Regions from separate parts of the Mus musculus genome. Here region 2 is linked to region 1. A link is a contact called in public Hi-C data. All regions are on one chromosome and are shown on one strand. Each heading gives the region's core, a stretch centred on a gene start, on an enhancer-like site or on the middle of the called end of the contact. The rest is flanking DNA. Distances are from core to core; before and after follow the strand shown.

Evidence for each region. Hi-C and Micro-C count contacts between places; a contact is called where the count stands out from the background.
Region 2: a contact with region 1 is called in a Hi-C map of trophoblast stem cells, with 6 times the contacts expected there. The contact joins two enhancer-like sites. A contact is called at or near these places in 26 of 39 promoter capture datasets (the 3T3-L1 cell line, 3T3-L1-derived adipocytes, the C10 cell line and 15 more), 9 of 15 datasets of contacts at CTCF or cohesin (the NIH/3T3 cell line, embryonic stem cells, hippocampal excitatory neurons and 4 more), 331 of 484 Hi-C or Micro-C datasets (the 3T3-L1 cell line, 3T3-L1-derived adipocytes, the 4T1 cell line and 156 more), 65 of 115 datasets of contacts at active chromatin or transcription factors (the 230-238 cell line, CD4 single positive thymocytes, CD8 T cells and 43 more) and 7 of 9 other capture datasets (adipose tissue, embryonic stem cells, embryonic tail and 4 more).

What each region holds. Positions count from the first base shown.
Region 1 is chr14:34,613,427-34,616,793 of GRCm38.p6, reverse strand. It overlaps Gm52113 (a long non-coding RNA gene), which reads left to right. Exons shown (of 3, transcript XR_003951117.1): 2 at 1,376-1,542; 3 at 1,646-2,183. Among named protein-coding and RNA genes, the nearest start is that of Gm52113, 5.2 kb to the left of the region's middle. Within about 2 kb of position 1,498, at least 58 of the 459 cell types and tissues checked have an H3K27ac peak or open chromatin away from gene starts, as enhancers often do. A contact at or near this core is called in trophoblast stem cells, where this site is marked.
Region 2 is chr14:34,780,067-34,783,433 of GRCm38.p6, reverse strand. No RefSeq gene overlaps it. Among named protein-coding and RNA genes, the nearest start is that of Gm30969, 7.3 kb to the right of the region's middle. Within about 2 kb of position 1,838, at least 5 of the 459 cell types and tissues checked have an H3K27ac peak or open chromatin away from gene starts, as enhancers often do. A contact at or near this core is called in trophoblast stem cells, where this site is marked.

The DNA.
Region 1 (3,367 bases), core at 249-2,748:
CAAGGCCTCCATTTTCCTGTTTCTAGTCAGCCAAACTCAGTCTCTGGGATGGGGAATGTAACTCAAAGCCTTTGCCTAGTATTCACAAAATCCTGGGGCTGAGCCCTAGCACTGCATAAAACCAGGTGTGGTCATGCATGCCTGCAACTGAGGCGGTAGATACAACAGAGAAGAAAGGTCTCCTGGAAATGGAACATTTGAGATGTTGGGAAGACCTCTTCAGATAGCAGGCATGGAATCTACTTTTGAAGGAACTCAGGAGTCTCCACTCCTGTGGTAGACCCTTACTTGTGACTATGGAGGCAAACTCCAACTTGGACCAGGGAGGGACACTGAAAACACCTAGACAGAGCCCAACAGGAGTCAGCGGCACAGAAAAGCACAGTTATTATCTGTGAACAGGTTTTTTGAAGCCTTTTTACTAGAAGCTGGTAGACCCCTCTCCTTGAATCTGCAAGTTTGCTTCTGAAGTTGGGCTTGTGGACAGTAGGCACAGCCATTAGCACACTGTCCCTCCGAGAGACTGCTTCTCTTTGTGTTCTTATGTCCCTTTCTTACCTGTCACTTGATCCTCCCCATATTTCATTCTTATTTTATCCCGTGTGTGTGTGTGTGTGTGTGTGTGTGTGCCCGCCCTGCACGTGTGTCATGGTATGGGGGGGGGGGGTGTCAGAGTTCAACCAACATGTGGGTGGTGGGTAGGGAGGCTTCACCTCTGTGAAAACAGAGGTGCGGCCTTTCCCATCTCTGCAGCCTGGGTAGCCAGCCTATCCACACTTCACTTTTCAGAGCCGTGGTGGTCCTCTCTGGGTGGACTGAGGAGCCTCTGTAGGTAGGATGTTCCTGTGGGTGGAACTCTCCAGGATCCACCACTCAGACCCTGAAGCAGATGGGCCCCCTGCGTGTAAAGTTGGCACATGATGTTCCCAAGGGCAACCCAAGGCTGGGTGGGACCTGTGTGGCCAGGGAAGGGAGCCTCAGTACACCAGGTAAATACTTCCCTACGCCCCAAATCCTCAAAGGAATTCTTTGTTTCTGCACTCCTGTGTTGACTTAGCTGAGGAATGCAGGGTGTCGCAGAGAAATGCTCACTGGCTTGTTTTTTTGTGGCTTGCTCAATTTTCTTATATAATTGGCTGGACCCTCCCACCTCAATCATCAATCAAGGTGTTCATACATATTAAAAAAAAAAAAACTAAGGGACCTCCCAGGTAGTCTCAGAATAATTAACCACCCACAGAACAGCACTAGGCAGATCTCCCCTCCTGTCTTCTCAGAGTCTGTCTCTGCTTTGGTCCCTGAGTGATGACTAGCTTGTGAAGCCTAGTTCCATTCACGAGTCACAAAGCATTGCTTCTCCTGTTCCCTATTCCAGACTCAGTATCCTTCACTTTGTATAGAAGGCGGAGCTGATAGCAGAAGTCCTTGGAGAGGAGGGCTAGTGAGGTGACTCAGCAGGTGAAGATGCTGGCTGCCCTACCAAACTACTAGTCCGTGTGGGACTGTCCTCGGGGCGATGCGGAAGTGCCTGCACTGCCGGAGGTAAACAAGTTCCTGCCCCCACCGAAACAGGAGCAAACAGGAGGTTCACGTTCCCACCGCTTTGCAACACTGTTTCAGTACCTCCCCTCCCCCTCTTTCCCAGGCGCTAGCTGATGGAGGCCAACACCAAAGAATGACCATCATCTCCCCCACCAACGCTGGCGAACCTTTCTCTTTTCTCCTGGGTAATAATACTGTGTCCCAGGCTTGCTCAGCGGGTGGCCATAGGAGTCTGGGAGACCCGGTCCAGTGGACAGGGTTTTGGGGTTCCGCTTAGAGTTGCTTCAGTCTATAGAAAGCTGAGCCGGGCTCTGCCTCTTCTATCGCATGACCCCCACCCGGTGGTGGTGTCCCCAAGAGGAGATCACCCGGATTCCCCCCACCCCCTTCTACCTCTGCGCAGAGGGAACGCTGCTACTTTCGGAGTTGTACTCCTTGGTCCGGGATATTCCTAGACCCTGCGCCTGAGGGGCTGGGAGCGCAGCGCTTTGTTATTCAGCCGGAAAGATGCCCCAAGAATTAAAAGACTTTATAAAATGTAGGTTGACTACACCACCTGCACCTGCCTTCATTGTTGCTCTCTCACAGAATTTCAGAAATGCGCTAGGCCTCCTGGTGCATGCCTATAATCCGAAGGCAGGACTCCTGGGGTTTGAGGCCCTGTGACACGTAGAAAGACCTTGTTTCAAGAAATTTAGAAATACCAGCATATTAAAGACGCCTCCCCCCCCCCAAAAAAAAGACATATCCAAAACTATGGGTCTTTGGGCTTTTGTACGACTCCTATTAGGAGTTACGAACACGTGTGAAATTACCTCAGATAGGGGACCAAAAACAAACGAAACAACATTGCTCCTAAATCCAACTTGTTGAGCAAATAAGTAAATTACAGTCTGGGAACTGATACTCTCAGAAGAGGGGGGAAAATCACATCTATATTAAAGATTTTGCAATACCAATTAACTGATTAGAACTTTGTGATTTGGAGAGTTGGAATGTTGCAGAGCCAAATTTCTTGGACTACTTCAGTGCCCTTAGTAAACATTCATTATCCATCTTTGTCTAACATCTTTACATCTTTGAGGCAGTCATGTGAAGCCTTTTAAGAAGTGTTGACTTACTCGATCGCTAGTTTCTATCTACCTGAAGCTAACAGTGTCACTCACTGTTAAATTACTTCTGGTGTCTATATCTGAGGTTTTTCTACTGGGTCCCTGGTCACCTGCTTTCCCCATGGAGGCATCTAACAGTGTCTTGGTTTATGATTTCCTTTGGTCTATTACCATAAAATTTGCATGAAACTTGTATATCCTCCCTCTTCCAGACAAAAGTGTCTTAAGACCTGTTGCAGATGAATGGCAATCCCTGGACCCTTGCTAGTGCCCGCTAGACTCGCTGCCCCCCCCAACCCCTCCCCTTACACAAACTAGGTCAGAGTAGAACACTGTTCACAGCCACACAGAGTAGAACATTTGTCACAGAGGGCTTAACACATCCCAGGCACTGAAAGGCTTGAAAATAAGCAGACTGTAGAAGAGATAAACTCACGCATAGTCTTGACTGAGAAATAAACAACTGTAAGTGGCAGATGACATTAAAGCCTGCACCACTTTAGTGTTTGGCACATGTAGAAAAGAAGGGAGGAGCCTGCGCACTGGGTTCTAAGAACTGTTTTCTGCGCTCCTCAGCACGCTGGCATTGGTCTGAGACTGCACCAGACTTTGTAAAATGATCTGCCTCTTCACTCCTTATAGAAAGTGGGGTCTTATTCTTCACATCAAATATAGCACTTCTTTTTAAGTTTATGGAAGTACACTGTCACTGT
Region 2 (3,367 bases), core at 589-3,088, 170 kb before region 1:
ACTGCAGCTTTCTCTCACCTGTCACCACTGTGTACACACCACTCCATTCCTCCATCTTTCCCACCTCTCCATCTCATATTCATTCATCATAGTGGCATTAGAAACTACAGTGTGTTACACACTGTATACACACATATACACATACACACACACACACACACACACACACATATATATATACACACATACACACACATATATACACACACATATACACACATACACATGTATATACGCACATATATATACATATATATATACACACATGTGTGTATATATATATATACACATACATACATACATACATACATGTATACACACACACACACACACATACATACACACACACACATCCCAAGCAGGTTTACATGCAAATATTCATTACAACAAGTGGTTGGTCTGCTTCAAGAGTTCTGGTTTCTGACACACCATAAATACTAGATTATTGTCAGTACTTATCACGGACACCCTGCTGTTGCCCAGAATCAAGATGATCTTGTGGCTAGGCAGGTTCTGTGCAAGCTCCAGGCCACCACACACCTCCCAACCCTCAATGTCAGGCTCAGTGAGCTCAACCTTTACACTTGTGGCCTACAGGTGTGCTCAGAACCCTGTGTGCTCTGTCTCCCAGCAGGGCAAGCCATGTGGGCTGCAGCACCAGCAGCTCCGTGCTGGGGGTCGACCAGATGGCCTCTGACCCGCCCTATTCAGTAACAGCATCAGCTTCTGCACCATCAGCTCCTCCAAGTGCCCCGCCAGCTGTTCATGCACTGATCAGATGTTGGGTGGACCAATTCACAGCACTGGATCTGGGCCAAGATGGCACCCAAGTTGGTCCGCAAGCACTGCCCAGGCCTTTTAAATTTTTTAATGTGTGGGTCTCCTACAGAGACCAGAAACATTGGACCTCTTGGAACTGAAATTAGCCACCGGATATAGATCGCCTGCAAGCACAGTGCACACTCTTAGCTGTAAAACCGTCTTTCCATGCCTGAATTTTAAAGCAACGGTTTGGCTTGTTTAGCGGAGACAATTTCAAGGCAGAGTAACGTTCAGGTTGTGGTGTGGTTGTTGCTTGATGTACTCACCCATCCTTACAACGAGAGAGAACAGAGAGCAGTGTGTAAGGGCTTGGGAATGTGCACTGGAGGAGGCTATATTAGTCTAAGGTGACCATAGGCCTTGAGGAGCATGGGTAGAACGTTACGATATTAATGTTTGAGGTCAGGTGGACATGTCTGGGAATTGCCACCGTGTAGTGGCTTGGATAAGAAATGCTTCCTACAGCCTTGTGTCTTTGAATACTTGGTTCCCTGTCATTGGCACTGACAGAGACTGGAGGGCGTGCTAAGGAGACTCTTGCTGTGTTGTTAGCGTCCTATTTAGGGAGGAACCTGGCTAGTGACTGAATAATTAATTACCTGTTGTATCCATTCACAAACTTGTGTGTGTGTTTCCCATGCTGTTTGACAAATGCGTGACAGTTCAACGGGCTTTTTAAAAGGAAGCAGTTCTCTTAGCTCCTAGTTCAATGCACCTGCGTGCCCATGGCCTGCCTTGGCCTCCCGTCTCCATGGGCAGCATACACTTGCTCCTGGAAAGGCTAGATCTCCCCGACTGGATGCTCGTCCTGAAGTTCTCAGCCCCTCCATCAACAGAATCTGCACCCCCATCTCCCTCCAATCCTGATTTCCAGCCTGGCCCTCAGCAAACTCTGGTCTCTCTATCCAGGCAGTGGCTACTCAGGGTCACCAATGTGGAGCTCAGACACTTCCAAACGCACTCCTCTGCCTTTCCCAGCCCAGGCCATTCCAATCTTCCTGAGGTGTCAGACACTTGTGAGTCGCACTGCCTGGTGGTCATGCTTGTCTTAGAAACCTGGTAGGTTTAAGGGGGATGGTGCCTGGGAGTGCAGGCGGCCTGCTAGATTTCAGGCTACCCTCTGTGACTGTAGTCCTGTGGGGTTGTGGGACTGAGGGACTGAGGGACTGTGGGACTGAGGGACTGAGGGACTGTGGGACTGTGGGACTGTGGGACTGTGGGACTGTGGGACTGAGGGACTGTGGGACTGTGGGACTGTGGGACTGTGGGACTGAGGGACTGTGGGACTGTGGGACTGTGGGACTGTGGGACTGAGGGACTGAGGGACTGTGGGACTGTGGGACTGTGGGACTGTGGGACTGTGGGTCTGTGGGACTGAGGGACTGTGGGACTGTCGGACTGTGGGACTGTGGGACTGTGGGACTGTGGGACTGTGGGACTGTGGGACTGTGGGACTGAGGGACTGAGGGACTGAGGGACTGTGGGACTGTCGGACTGTGGGACTGTGGGACTGAGGGACTGAGGGACTGTGGGACTGTGGGACTGTGGGACTGTGGGACTGTGGGACTGTGGGTCTGTGGGACTGAGGGACTGTCGGACTGTGGGACTGTGGGACTGTGGGACTGTGGAACTGTGGGACTGTGGGACTGTGGGACTGAGGGACTGAGGGACTTTGGAGCTGTGGGACTGTGGGACTGTGGGACTGAGGGACTGTGGGGCGGCTGTGGGACGGCTGTGGGATGGCTGTGGGACGACTGTGGGGCTGTGGGACAGCTGTGGGATGACTGTGGGACTGTTGGACTGTGGGACTGTGGGACTGAAGGACTGAGGGACTGTGGGACTGTGGGACTGACATCCTGCCTCCTTACAAAAGAAGCTAAGAGACATCCTGAGCCTTTCTTCCTTCAAATACCACATCCAACCCAACAGAAAATCCCCATCTCTAGATTCAGCGCAGGCCCGGGGCCCTGTCCATCCTCACTCCTCACTCCTCACCTCTGTCCTGCTTTTAATAACTCCCAACTCGTTCATTGTTCCACCCTTGTCCCCTGAGTCCAGAGGAGCTTACTGTAGAGCCTCCCATGATCCTTCCTGTTTCCTTGGAACCCAAGGCTTCACACAAGCTAGGAAAGCACTCTACTACGCAGATACACCCACCTCCTATGTTCTTACCTTAGACTACTATAAACCTCCTCTAACCAGAATTTAGTCTCCTCTGACTTCCCCTACAGGCAGCACTGTAACCATAGCCAGCCATGGGAAGGGTTAGGGAACATGGAGAAGCCCGGGAATTTAGCGATGCCTCTTCTCTTCCACAGATCCTCTGGTAGAACCAGAAGCTATGGTTGCCTCGACTGCTGCAGCAGGAGACAACAGAGCTTCAGACCGATTCTAGGAGCCAAGGGCTGGGATACCGGAAGTCTTCCCCAGCCCTAGACTCTCTCTCCACTAGGTAATGTAAGGGCCCCTGAGGCCACACCCACAGGAAACAGCACAACTCTGGGCCCAGGTGGACCTGCAGCCTCGGGGTGGAGGAACTTTGGTT